Linked DNA regions of Mus musculus: all the other regions are linked to region 1. A link is a contact called in public HiCAR-type, HiChIP or PLAC-seq and promoter capture Hi-C data. All regions are on one chromosome and are shown on one strand. Each heading gives the region's core, a stretch centred on a gene start, on an enhancer-like site or on the middle of the called end of the contact. The rest is flanking DNA. Distances are from core to core; before and after follow the strand shown. Region 1 holds the start of Akap13 (A kinase (PRKA) anchor protein 13). Region 2 holds the start of Chd2 (chromodomain helicase DNA binding protein 2). Region 3 holds the start of Chaserr (CHD2 adjacent suppressive regulatory RNA). Region 4 overlaps Slco3a1 (solute carrier organic anion transporter family, member 3a1).

Region 1 (3,354 bases), core at 640-3,139:
ACAAAAGCTAAACACCAACTGTGTGGACTTTTCTAGAAAAAAAAAAAAAAAAAAAAAAAAAAACAACACACACACAGAGCATAGCAAAATACCACCCATCACAATCCTTAAGGTGTAAAAAGACTAGAAAAGACCATTTATACTACACATAGTTCCCATTTAGTGAAGCAAATACCCTAGAACAAAAGTATGTGTAGCATGTTACCACAGTCCAGAGAAGGTGTCCTGGCCACCCGATTTTGCAGTATTTGTTTATATTATGTAACTAACCAATAACTCCCAACTTCTGTCCACCTCCTTTGCTCACCACACCCACCCCAGAAAGGAAAATTAAGCACAAAGACTGTGAGTCCTGAATCCCTGTGCCTTCAGAATATTTTTCCTTGGTTTCATCAGGTAAACGAAGCTGGGTTTCATACAAAGAAAAGCCAAAAACAAAACAGAAAACCCCACACACCACTTGTCCATGTTATTCACATAGAAAAAAAAAGCAAAATGCCATGAGCAGTAGCCTTCAAAGAAAAATTTAAGTTTAACAAATGTCAAAGAAATACAACTAAAATTAACATGAAGTGACGGGGGGAGGGGGGTGGGGGGGAGGCATTGTGTTTCAGTATGAATGATAGGGTTCTCTCTTGGGAGCTAAAACTGAATTACCATTACAGCGCAAGTCTAGTCAACGAAATGCAGCGGAATGATTCCCAAGAGATGATGGTGTACAAAGTGACACACTGGTTTATCTCAGAGTCATCTCGACTGATAGGAACTTCTTTACAGACAATGAATGCACGTTCAAGAACTGGAGCGCTCCTCCTGACCCGGGCAATCCAAAAGTTTGGGGGGTGGGGGTTTAAATGAGTAAGTGACTTCGGGAAATCATGAGGGTAGTAACAAAAAACAGACAGACAGACAGACAGACAAAAAGGCACATCACTTTGTAAATCTGCTCAACGCAATGAACTCTCAAAATAACTTCATTATGAAGGGGAAAAGCAAAGACTGAAACACTCAGAGATTGCTCAATCCATTTTCATTGTGAACTCCTGAGTTCACAGTAGAGTCTAGACACTTAGAGTTAGCCAATATTTTCAGCCGAAAGACAGACACTTTCTTAGCGAGAAATAAACTGAGGGTGCGTCTCGCACCCCAGTTAAGTGTCAGCGAGCCTATTTACGAAAAGCAGTGATTCGCTAGTTCTCAAAGTGCTTGCACTAGAGCTCGAGGGGCAGAGGAGTCGAATGCGCCACCGTTCCCGGGGCGCCCACCGCGCCCCCCTCCCCATCTCGGGAGAAAGCCCCCAAAGGTGGCCGGGGCGCGCAGTGTTTACCCGGCTTGACTGCCCCGGGGAGCTGCTCGTTCCCGGAGCCGCACTCTCTGTTCGAGCGGCGCGCCCCACCGAGCAGCCGTCCCTCAGAGGAGAGCCGCAGCCGGCGCCACAGAAGCGGGCAGCAGAGGAACGTGGGTCCGAGGAGGCCGGGATCGGCGGCCGCGCTATCCACCCCTGGCTGCCGATGCTAAGAAGGGTCCGCCACCCGCGTCGCGCCCGCGCGTCCCCGCGTCCCGCAGCTCGCGCGCGCGGCCGAGAGCAGCCGAGGGGGAGGGGCGGCTGCGCGCGCGCCCCCTCCTCAGACGCCCAAACTTCCCTCAACTCCCTCAACTAAGTTGCGCTCTCACCGTGCGGCTCCCCGGGCTCCCCCGCGGGCCGAGCCGGAGCAGCTCCGCGCCTTGGCCGCGGAGAAGGACAATAGGCGGCCGCTCCCTCGGCGGCGGCGGTGACGGCTGGAGCAAGGAGCAAGCACGGCGGTCTCAACCGAGCCCAAGAGCTTAGCAGCAGCAGCTCCGGCTCTGCGACCGCCCTGCACACAGACCTGCCCACCCGCGCATGCGCCGCCTGCGGCCCGGGGTGGGCGGTGCAACGAGCCAAGCCTAAAAGTTTCTATTGGACAATTAGACTACCCATCATGTTCTGTGAGCCCAATAGGAAGGCTTCTTGGCAGTTGGCTCTGGTTGCTAAGGAACGATGAGGTTGACCGCCACTGCTGCCAGGCGGCAAAGTGATCAAAGTCGGGTGGCTGGCAGCAGCTGCTGGGGAAATGCCCACCCACCTTCTCCTATCCGCCCCATCACCGGAAGCCACCCTTCCTCTGTGCGCCTGGTGCTTACCTAAGTCGGAGCACTTACCACACGTTGACGCTAAGACTCAATAGAGTCTTCTTAAGAGTCCAAGGTGGAGCGGCACAAAGTACTCAAGTATGTTGGATGGGTGAAGATTGTCACAGTGACTTTGAGCTATTCGATCACCACAAAATCATTGCCTTTGAGTTGCTATGGACTTCAGAAACCATCTAGTTGCTTCGGAGAAACCAAGTATGGACATGTTCCAATGGTGACCCAAGATACTACATTAATTGGTACAAAAAGAAACTTCTTTTTGATAGTTACATATTGTAATGTGTTATTAAGGGAAAACATGCCTATAATGCCAAACTATTTTGACATGTTATTTTTTCGGTCAATAGAAAGTTGGGGGGGGGGGGAGCCGGGGATTATGAATATTACGCAAGAAATGTGAGGTTTTCTGTGCAGTTTAATATTTATTGTGGTCGAAGTAAGAAAGGTAGTTTCCTAGGAGGAGAAGGGTATTGACTGGGAAGGAACAGAATGGAATCTCTGCGAGTACTGGCCTTGCATTTTTATTTAGGTGATCAAAACATATTAATATGAAAATATTATGTGGCTGTACCCCTAAGATAAATACCCCATTGGGGGACAGTTTCCTTTAAGTATTGGACTCCCTCTGGCCAACCATCTCCCAGTAGATGACCCAGCACCCACACAGCTATGGACAGTACAAGTTGAACACAGTGGATCATAAGTTTTTTTAAAGAGCAGAAGGAGAATAAGAAGTTGAGAGGGATGGGTTGGGAGAATGTGGCCAAAGTATATTATATGAATGAAGAAAATGTTCAAAGAATTATATGAAAAGATTAACTTCATATAATTTCAAAGTCAGTTTAAAAAAAATAGTAATACAAGATATGGACCTGCCAAAAACTGCAAGAATGGAAGTCACTGTCATTTGGGAAGTTTTAATCCAGACAAGGTCACTACCATCATGAAAATATTTAACAGAAAGTATTATCAGTGCCTGGTGATTGTACCAGGCATTTTCTGTTGTTAAATGTCACTTTCCCTTTTTAAAATTATTTTAATTGAAAAGATGCTTCATATAACATGTTTTGATCTTGTTTTCCCACTCTCCAGTTCCTCTCAGATCCTCCCCACCTCCCTACTCATCCAACTTCATGTTTTTTCTTTTCTTCTTCCTTCATAAAACAAAAGCAAAAAGTACGA
Region 2 (3,354 bases), core at 428-2,927, 1.9 Mb after region 1:
TTTTTGTTGATGAAAGTCGTCCTTTGCCATGTGAAATGCTCATCTGAATATTTGAGTTATACTAATTTGTATTGTATTGTCTTATATTAGAGGTGTATTTTTAAAGTCTTTGGGTATACATTAAAGGGCTTACCTAATATGACAGTGTAATTTATTTACATTTGAAAAAAATTCTTGTTTTTCTTGTTTTGTGCAGTTGGGAGTTTAAATGAATTATACCATGCTTTAGATTGGTTACCCATGGTTGAAATCAAATGCCAGATTTTCATTGATTGCTACTTTGGTAATAAATTTGATAAAGCAGTGATGGGGACTTTGTTGACCAAATGACGATTGGTGGTGTTTTTCTCAGTATATAGAACAAAGAATGAAATAGTCTGTTATTAATGTAAACTACCTTAGAATACACATCTGTGGTTAATACAGATGCAGTGTTTGTTCTTTGGATGATGTGAGGTGGTTGATATTTGTAAATTGAAAACTTGAGTTTTTGGATTTTGATGGAAATATGTTTGTAGACTTGAAACTGATTTTTTACATTTTCTTAGATTTAACATAATTACGTTTGGTAGTGAAACTAAAATGAATTCGTTTGCTGGAGTGTCATGGTTTTGACCAGTAGGGTTCAGTAAAGGAATGTTTTTAGTTTTTTCGGCATTTGTATGTGGTTGGTTACTTGTGTGCATGGGAGAGAATACTTTGTTGCATTTGTAATTTTGTTTCTATAGACCTCGTGCTTCCATCTGGAGGGGGTTTGTCTTTGACAGTTGATAATTGGCTGGTAGATGTGGCCTATTTAAGTGGCGGTGATTGATGAAATGTGAGTGTACTTAGAATTCGATTTCAAACATGAGTGAAAGGGTTCTTTTGATTTTGGAGTTGAGGTTGAGTGTTTGATTTAAAGGTGACCAAGGTTGGTGTAATTTCTTGAATTCGAAGTTATTAATTATGCCCAAATATATGTAAGAAGTAAATATGTTTGATGTGTGGCACTTCCAAGATTAATGGTTTACAAAGAAGTTTGTTTCTTCTGGGGGGGAAAATGGTTGTATTAACTTTTGCTCTACTGCAGTTGAACACTAGGGAGGCGCTCTTGAGTTGTAAAAAATTACCCCTTCCTTCCAGTTGAGGTGGAAAATTCCCCCTTAATCTTTAGATGTTTTTAGGCACCATAAAGAAGGCAAGAGTTGATTTAATTTATGGTGTTGAAATGTTGCTTCTATTTACAAGCCATTTTACCCATGGTGGGGTGTTAATTATTTTAAAGATTAGTTCTTAAACTGAGCTTTAGAGTCTCTTGAAATTATCTTTATTTCAAAATGGCTTGATAAAACTCCACTTCCTGTCCAGGGAGGAAGTTATTTTAGCTCAAGGACTGAAATATTTAGCAGATCTTTAGACAAAAGGAACAAATTACATTTCTCTCTGGCTTAAAAAGGGTGCTTGAGCCAGAGGGGGTTAAGAAGCCCTTCCCCCTCCCTCTGATGGAGTGGTCTGGAGGGGCAGGGAGGTGTGGAGTTGGGGGTCTTCTGGCTCTCTTGGATGGAGAATCTGGTTCTTTTTCTTTCTTTCTTTCTTTTTTTTTTTTTTTTGGTGGAGATGAAGGGGTGGGTCTATGGTACATCACCTGAGTTGTGGGGTAAATGTAGAGAGTGTCAATCAAAGGCAGAGCTCTCAGAGCTGGGAAGGAGGCTCTAGATGGCGGCTGTGCCTTAGAGAGAGCGCGCTTTGCTCCCTGCTTCGGTTCACTTTACGCAACTTTCCCTAACTTTCGGGCAGCCTCAGGGGGCCCCCGCAGCCCCCTGCCTCTTCTAGTGACTTACTGGGGTCGATCCGAACCTTTTTTTGGGAGAAAAGCTGCTTTTAGGAGCTTTCTTTTCGTGCCTTGTTGGAAGAAGCTGCCGTATTGAGAGCCCAGGTCGTTGTTTTTTCCAGCTTAGAAGCCATGGCGCACCTCCATTTTTGTGCGCTCTCCTAATGAGGTTTTTTTTTCCCCTTCCGGACCTGTTTTAGTATTAATTATTGCTTTATTTTTTGACAAGTCAACATATTTGAGGATTATTTCATTTACTTTTTGTTTTTTAACGGAGAATTTTGCGTTTTTAAAAATTATTTTGGATCGGATATTTTTCTACTACTAGATAGGACTCTTGCTTTGGACCTACTACATGGATCAGGTAAGTCCATGATAATCAGTGATAATTTTAAAAAAATTAATGTTGAACTTGGCTTTATTTACTGTAAATATGAGAAATTCCTGGATGACGCAATAAGATAGAGAGATTGTTATTTGTATCCAGTGTGTTACTTTTGAGAAACTTTCCTTATTGATAGTGATGCTTCTGTCGTTCAGTTTATCCCCCTCTCATTTTAAAACGGAAAAATAGAAATATTTTGTTTTTCTGGTGTTTATCGTTGTTGCATTACATGAATATCGCTAACATCGTCAGGACTTTGTTCCTGATAATAAAACCATCCGCAGAAGCTGGGACCTCACCTTTCTTTCAACTTTTGACAGTAAATACCTGGGCACAGGACTTCAAAGCAAACACAGATTCCCCCTCCCCCTTAATATTTAAGAATTAAAAGATGATGAGAAATAAGGACAAAAGCCAAGAGGAGGACAGTTCGCTACACAGCAATGCATCGAGGTATGAGCTATCAACTTTCTTTCTTTCTTTCTTTTTTTTTTTTTTTCGGGAAACCTCAGCTTACACTTGTTTACTTTGACAGACATGGATTGCTGTCTGTATTTCAAGAATTTTCTAACTTGGGTTGGTTTTTAAAGCGTGACCTTGAGATTGCTAACATGCCACACCCTGATTTTTTGGTATCAATTTATGAAAGTTGAGTTGTGACTTAAGGCCTCTTACAGCATTCAGAAGGTAATGTACTTTTCTCCGGAGGGGCCTTTCCTAGAAACTGTAGTTTTTCTGTCAGTAAATTTTCAGGTTTTAGGTTTTCATGCTGCAGAAAAATGACCTTGTCTGTTTAGCCATTGCTGCATTGCACCATTTTACATACAAGGCAAATTTTTTTCTTTGAAGAATCTGGGATATTCAAACTTGTAACCGAGGGCCATAGAGCAGCCTGGTAGTAGTAAATTATAGTAAATAGACATTTGAGAAAGTTATATGAATGAAAAAATGTACATTTAAAAACACAATCACAAATAGGACCCCTTGACTGATGCCTTTCAGTTTATATTTTTGATTGTTTCTTTTGATACACGTGACAATTAAAATTTTTTTTATGACTTATCAAAACCTTAATAAATAGTTCCTGAGATCATTAAATCTGTAACCACAAAAATTTTGGAATGCTATTAATACTTAAGCTTTGTGTTTGTTACTA
Region 3 (3,354 bases), core at 275-2,774, 1.9 Mb after region 1:
CATGAGATCTTAATCACTGAACCGTCTCTCCAGCCTCAGTGTAATTTTTTTTTTTTAAGCAAGGGTTTGAAGGGTCAACCTGAGGTTCACCTGTAAAAGGTGCTATGCTGACAAGCCTGATGTAGGAGAGAAGCGACTCCTATACTGTGTCCTTTCACCTCCTGTGTACATTAAGTGCTGTGACACTTAATGTGGACAGACAGACAGACACATACACACGCTCAAATTAACGTTAAAAAACATCAGGACAGCCAACACTATGTTAAAGAGACCTGATTCCACACCCCTCCAAAAGGGAACTAGAACGACTTTTGTGGTCCATGATCAAGTAATGTGATTTTTAACCCAGGAGCAAACTAAGTTTCAAGAGAATTTTAGAACTGTTCCTCTCATCTCAACAAGCAAGCCCCTTCTTAAAAGTGTTTTTCCCTCATGGAAACTAATAGCATATTTTCTTTTCCCCTAGCCCCTTGCCAAAAGAAACATTTCCACATTCCGCTTCTGTGCGAGAACAACTTCCTTAGATACTTGAGGACAGACGGTTCAGAGATTCATTTGTATTCTGCCTAAACTTGTTTCCAGGCAGAAGTGGGAAGAAGAAATGTAAAAGAGTGGAGTTTTTGAGAGGAAATGAAGCTTGTACTGTGTAATTCTCTGGGGGAAAGCTGGATAGACATGTTTAAACTACCACTTCAACAACGCTGCCCTAAAATGTGGGATCCAGCTAATCAGAATTAAGAGGCTGGTTTGTTAGGCCCTCAGGACTACTGGGCATGCTACTAGATTACCTCAAATAAGTGGTATATCAAGTCAGATATTAGGTTAGCGAATGTGCTGGTCATAACCTGCCTGTGGTCTGGTTCCTTAGGGGCAAAAAATCCTGAGGCTATGGCGCTTGCCCAAGAAGGAAGGTTCTGCAGTTTTTGCTTATCTTGTCAATCATGTCGTTTTCGCTCTATCACTTCCTCTTCCTTTGTGGACGAAAAAAATCTCAAGTCAGAAACAGGAAAGGTTAGCTTTTAATGGCTCGTCCGTACACAAACTACCTTCGAGGGTCCGCACTGCGGAGCAGAAAGTTACGTCTCTCCCCGCAAACCCAGAGTTTCACTATCTGCCAATCGCAGGTCAGGACTTCTCTCCTGAAACGCCCACGGGCTATGATTGGCATTAAATAAGCCCTATTGGTGCTGAGAACATGGAAGCGGTGGGTTCAGAACTGACCAATAGTATGCAGTTGGGGCGGGAGGAAGGTACGAACGAAGTGCGTGATGCCGCTCCGGGAAGCGAGGGCAGGAAGCTAGCCCAGCCAATGGCCGCCGCGGGCGGGTGTCGGCGCGCGTGCGCACTGGGGGTCCCGGAGCTGCAGGCGGGAGGTTGGGGGAGGGGAGCGAGCTGGAGCGCCGCGGAGCTCTAGCCGCCGCCGCAGCTCCCGCCGCAGCGAAGAGGCCATGTTGTGTGGTGTGTGGGGCGGGGGGAGGAGGAGGAGGGAGGAAAGCCGAGCGAGGAGACGGGAGAGACACCACACACGGCACAAGATGGCCGGAGAGGCAGCAGCAAGCCCAGCTGTCAGGCGGTCTGCCGCGGCCCGTGGGCTCGCCGCTGCGCTGGGAGCGCTACCCCGGCGTCCTGGAGGGCTCTGGGAGAGCGGGGAGGCCGCGGCTGGGGCGAGGCGGCCGCGCGCGATGTGGGAGCTCGCGGCCGGAGCGCCCGGGGAGGCCGGGCCCACGACGCCCGTGGCTCCGCTGCGGCAGCGGCGGTGCTGGTGTCGCGCGCGGCCGGGAGGCGGCTTCGCGCCGCGGGCGGGAGGCTGCGGCGGGCGACCCGTCCTGGACACGCGAGGAAGAGCGAGCCGATGGCGGCAGGGGCCGCGCTTCGACCCGGTGAGTAGCTCCCCTGCTCCCTTTATTGTCCTTTGTCCTTGGGAGGAAAAGCACGACGTCCTTGAGCGCGGGCGGGAGGGGCGGCGGGTGGCTGCCGGCTGGCTCTGCACACGCAGCCCCGGGCACTGCCGCGGAGGGCCGATGCCACGGGAGCACGGGGTCGGGCCACCGCGTTCCCGCTGCATACCCAGCCGGGCGCCGCGCTGCGGTCCGAGCCAGCGGGGAGAGGGCGGCGGCCGCGCCGTGGAACCCCTGCTTGCTCTGGTGAGTTACTTCGATACTTAGCGAGAAATAACAACAATCCTCCGTTGATGGGCTTTTAAAAATCTTTTCCAGTGAGGTGGGAACCCATCTTTGGGGTCGGATCTAAAAGAACAATGGAACCTCTCACTTCGCTTAAACCAAAATAAAACTTGTCTTTTTCCCCCCTTCTCCCTGTTGGGTGTTGGCTTTTAACTCTTTCTAAGCTGCTTTTGAGAACGGCTGTTAGTGTTCTAGATGCAAAGGTACCTTTCAGCTTGTTAAACGTCCGTGACGTTTGTTGTCTTTTAGAAAAGGCAAGTTACAGGAGTGCATCTAGTATTTCAAAAATGACGACGGCAACAAGGCAGTTTAAAGGAAGTAGATTTGATAATTATGGTGCAAGATGATGGCGTTTGATGAATACAGCTTATTTTTACCGAGAACTTTCGTTAAGACCATTTGACATCCTGATACTTGAACATAACCGTACTGTTTGATACTTTTTTAAATGAGTAGGTAAAGCCGTTATCAGCAACTTCTCACTTGAATGTTAAATCTAACTTGAGGCGGTTCCGACCCTTTACAAGTTAAAATTCATCTTGTTTAAAAGAGAGTGTATACTATTAGAAACCTTGGCCGTAAAAGTTAAGAAATATTCTAAAAGCAGAGCTCTTTAAGTTACTTAGTGTAAATCCTGAAGTAAGACTGCCATTGATGGGCGATGAAGAGGGGCCATATTTGTTGCATTTGTTGCACGTATAAAAGTCGAGGTGTGCTTAGAAACGGAACAGTATGGAAACAACAGTTTTAAAAAATTTGTTTCTGCATACTCATTTAAAAATTATTTGAGGTAATTTAGGATCAGTCGTTGGAAGACTAGGAGTGTTCAGACCTTTGTGTATTTTTGAATATATTTGTCTTCATTCTGCGGAGCTCTTGTGCTGTAAAGGTGAATAACTGCGTAAAGACAGTGTTGGGGAGACTTACGTAGCTCATCTAAAATCAAAGGTGCGGGTTGATTGGACCTTATTTCATCGGGTATTTACAGTAGAAAACAATTGGAATACCTTTTATGGGGTAGACATAGTCTATCAGTTGCCCATACCTTGATTTCTCAGAATTTCTCAGTACTAATTTTGTTTTTTCAAAAGAATGCTGTGGAATATTTTATCACTGAAAGTGGTTTTAAAGCGATTGAGAATGTAGTTCAGAATCCTTTTTGAGTTATAAA
Region 4 (3,354 bases), core at 227-2,726, 1.1 Mb after region 1:
CATGCATGCATAGATGCATGCATGCCACACATATTTTCCATGCTCCAGGAATAGCAGCCTCTTAGGACACCGCAGGGGGATGACATGCCCTCCTTTCAGCCACTACTGTGTATAGCCCAAGCCCAAGCTTAGCACAGTCTCCAGGTCAGTCCTCCATATCTTTTTGTGAGTGTTGGCATTATTCTGGGGCTGAGGTAAATTTTTGACATCCTGCACCAGGAAAGGAGCCCAGTCCCTCTGCCATGCAGCCTGTGACAGCCCAACCGTGATCTGCCTCACAGGCTCTGGTCAGAGTCATGTTCCTGGCCCAAGTGTTGGATCCAGTTTCCAGTTTCAAGCTTGGGAGGTTTGGGTAACTTATATCCTCTGTAAAAAGGGTTAATTACCTGTAAATGAACTAGAGGACACTTTCTGCCTCCACCACATGGTGACAAACAGCCCTTCCCATGGTTCTGGGGCCAATTGTTTTCCAGAAGAGTAGGTTCCTGTGCCAGGGGACTCCAGGAGACTGTGAGCCCCTCTCCTCTCCTTTCAACCACCTGGGACCTTTGGGTTAGGTCTCATACTGTTTATTTAATGACTTTTACTATGGCATTATAGAAATCAAGATATAGAAATACTCTGAACTGGAGGGAGAACCCACCACAGACTTATCCTCAGATAGTCCCTGTCAGGGAAGACAGATCTTTGCAGAGCATCCTGTGTCTTTCTCTCCATCCCCCCACACACATCCAGGAGGGCGCCCCTTCCACTGTCACAGGAAAGTACACAGGAGCATGCTGTCACAGAAGGGCCAGTGACTAAGGATATTTCCTTTTCCAAAAGAATTTGCATATTTTAATTGAAGGCAGATGCCTTAAGTTAATTCAGAGCAGCACACTTGCGTTGAACATCTATTCTTCTGAAAGGAATAAAATTCTGAAAGCTCAGTGGGAAGGACAGGGGCATCTTTATGGAGGAGGTGACATTTGAGGAAGTGTGTCATCCCCAAGGCCCTAAAGACTCTCCGAGCTTTGAGAAGGTGGGTGATGTGGACACACGAGTTCTGGCTAGAATGACTCAGGGAACAAGAGAGAAGGGAGGTGGCTTGCAAAGGCAGGGTCTGGCAGAGGGAGACCAGCTGGCTCAAGGAGAGAATTTCTAATACTGGACTTGCAGATATGGCCAAGGGGATTAATTGGGTGGTGTGATCCAGCACCAAAGCCTAAGGTAGTCTCTGATGTGCCAGGACACTCTTGGTTTCCTGCTACCAACCCAGCCCAAGGCTTGCTGCATAGCCTCCAGCACCACAACTGTGGTCCTTTTACAGGCTTATCAAGACCTTCTCTGGAAGTCAGTGTGTCCCCAAGATTCTGGCTTTTATCCAACCTCTCCCACAACAGGGCTTCCTTGGGGATACCTTCTGGACCAATGCCTCTGGCCTCCTCCTTGCTGTACTCCTTCACAGTGAGTCAGAAGCTGTAGATCTGGGCTGGACCAGTTCTTTGGGATCTGCGCATTTCTGAGTATGAGAGCTGGAGATGGGAAAACTCTAGACCAGGTACCAGCTTGGCCTGTGCCATGAGGTCATCCAAAAGGGACGGCCAACATGGGTAGCTAAAAATAGCCCTGCACAGCTAGCTCAAATTCTGCATGTGGTCTCAAGCTCCATGGGAAAGGGAATTTAACTGTTTTGGACCTGGATAATATGCTGTTGTGTGATTCATTTGGGGATGTGCCGATGGCAAGCAATTGAGAGTGACCTCAACAAAGGTCTGGGGAACAGCAGTGTCACATGATAACATCTGGAGCTTTCATGTATTGGTAGATCTCCAGTAAACGTCATTTCAGCCTGTGCCTTGGATAAAAAAAAAAAGGTGGAGTGTTTGGCATATGGAAGAGAGAATGGTGGAGTAACAATTGCCCCAAAGTCAGATGAGCCAGGCTACAAGGCCTAACCCTACCTCCCATTGGCTAGATGACCTGGAAAACTGTTCTATCCCCTAAGAGCCTCTCTTTCTCTGTCTAGAAAATGGGGGCAGTTAAAAACTGTCCCAAACAAGAATCATGGTGATGGAGGAGAATCAATTAAAACCACAGCTTGGTACACAGTGGGGGCTTCACATGAATTGATCCTTTTAGTAGAATGATTAATGTTTAGAATGCCACAGAGTCCAGCATTGTTCTGAGTTTTCTCTTTCTCTGTGGACTTTCTTATATAACTATGTGACGTAGATGCTAAAGTTGGCTGCATTTTGTAGAGGGTGTGAATGACATTTCAGGATGTTTACTCTGTGCTAACTTGTGACTGGGGACAAGTTAATGACTTCAGCAGGCTGACCTTGAGGCCGCATTAGTGATAGGCACTTACCTAACAGAGCCTCCTATGGGTGGCCCCCTACAATAGAGACTTGTGATAGATTCTACTCTGCATTTATTAACATTTTCCTCCATACTCCCCACCAGCTAGCCTTCTCCAAAGTCTAAAGAACTCAGGGGACTGAGATAGCTCAGACAGTAAAGGTGCTTGTCACCAAGCCTGGTAGCCTGAATCTGATCCCCAGAACTGACATGGTAAAAGGAGAGAACTGAGTCACAATTTGTTTTCTGCTCTCTACATGCACATGGTAGTATGCACACATGCACACACACAGAAACGAATAAATAAATGTGATTGATGTTTTTTAAAGGAATCAAGACTAAGTACTTTTCCTAGTCTAATGTCTCTGCTGTAATAAAAGGAGATTTGGCTAAGGCTAAGTAACATGAATGCACAGCTGGCCTTTCCCATGCAGCCCTGCATCCAGAGTAATTTAGGGAGGTACTTTTTGCCCAAACCTCTTTATAGTTCCTTTTCTTTTTCTGTTACAGTGTCACTGAGATACAATTTATATGCCATAAAATTTGCTTGTTTTATATGTGTAATTCACAGAGTTGTGCAGCCATTGCTACAAATCAATATTAAAGCCCTTATAACACCCCTGTTATTTCTCTTTTAAAGTAGATAAAAAGTTATATGATCGCCTTGTTGGGCCTGGTGAGCTCACGACTGCTGAGTTTGAAATAAGGATGAGAGAGAGCATTGGAGTTCCAGCTATAAGTGAGTGCCAACAGAGCCGCTCCTTTCTCTGTCTCTCCTATGAGTCCCAGAGCCCAGGGAGTTTGATCCTCTCTGAACCCAACAGCCTCAACATGGCATGTGAGTTCCAGGCTGTTTTTCTTGAATCCTTGATGACAGAGCCATCGCTGTGTTCATACAGCACAAACAAGCCAAGCAGAGGACGTGGCCTTGTAGTGGTGGAGAAGAACCAAGAACAGTACTTTCCTGTCTCCTTGCTGTGTATGTCGGGGGTGGGGAGCAAAAGAAAGCATTAC

The links. Promoter capture Hi-C pulls out the DNA fragments that hold promoters and counts their contacts. HiCAR-type assays count read pairs that join an accessible place to other places. HiChIP or PLAC-seq counts read pairs in DNA pulled down with a chosen protein or histone mark.
Region 2: a contact with region 1 is called in a promoter capture Hi-C map of pre-B cells, with 3 times the contacts expected there. The contact joins the promoter of Chd2 here to the promoter of Akap13 in region 1. A contact is called at or near these places in 2 of 39 promoter capture datasets (liver and pre-B cells).
Region 3: a contact with region 1 is called in a HiCAR-type map of fibro-adipogenic progenitors, with 4 times the contacts expected there. The contact joins the promoter of Chaserr here to the promoter of Akap13 in region 1. A contact is called at or near these places in 2 of 39 promoter capture datasets (3T3-L1-derived adipocytes and liver) and 2 of 115 datasets of contacts at active chromatin or transcription factors (fibro-adipogenic progenitors and large pre-B cells).
Region 4: an H3K27ac HiChIP or PLAC-seq map of cardiomyocytes shows a contact between it and region 1, with 4 times the contacts expected there. The contact joins the enhancer-like site here to the promoter of Akap13 in region 1. A contact is called at or near these places in 3 of 39 promoter capture datasets (the 3T3-L1 cell line and hippocampal neurons) and 1 of 115 datasets of contacts at active chromatin or transcription factors (cardiomyocytes).

Annotation. Positions count from the first base shown.
Region 1 is chr7:75,454,069-75,457,422 of GRCm38.p6, reverse strand. It overlaps Akap13 (A kinase (PRKA) anchor protein 13), which reads right to left and starts at 1,889. Exons shown (of 37, transcript NM_029332.1): 1 at 1,675-1,889.
Region 2 is chr7:73,540,069-73,543,422 of GRCm38.p6, reverse strand. It overlaps Chd2 (chromodomain helicase DNA binding protein 2), which reads left to right and starts at 1,677. Exons shown (of 39, transcript NM_001081345.2): 1 at 1,677-2,177; 2 at 2,519-2,651. The coding sequence starts at 2,590. Chaserr (CHD2 adjacent suppressive regulatory RNA) reads left to right here. Exons shown (of 5, transcript NR_037569.1): 5 at 1-3,354.
Region 3 is chr7:73,556,565-73,559,918 of GRCm38.p6, reverse strand. Chaserr (CHD2 adjacent suppressive regulatory RNA) reads left to right here and starts at 1,524. Exons shown (of 5, transcript NR_037569.1): 1 at 1,524-1,880. RefSeq lists a cis regulatory region at 953-2,042.
Region 4 is chr7:74,380,178-74,383,531 of GRCm38.p6, reverse strand. All of the region lies in intron 2 of Slco3a1 (solute carrier organic anion transporter family, member 3a1), which reads left to right. Among named protein-coding and RNA genes, the nearest start is that of Slco3a1, 170 kb to the left of the region's middle. Within about 2 kb of position 1,476, at least 37 of the 459 cell types and tissues checked have an H3K27ac peak or open chromatin away from gene starts, as enhancers often do. A contact at or near this core is called in cardiomyocytes, where this site is marked.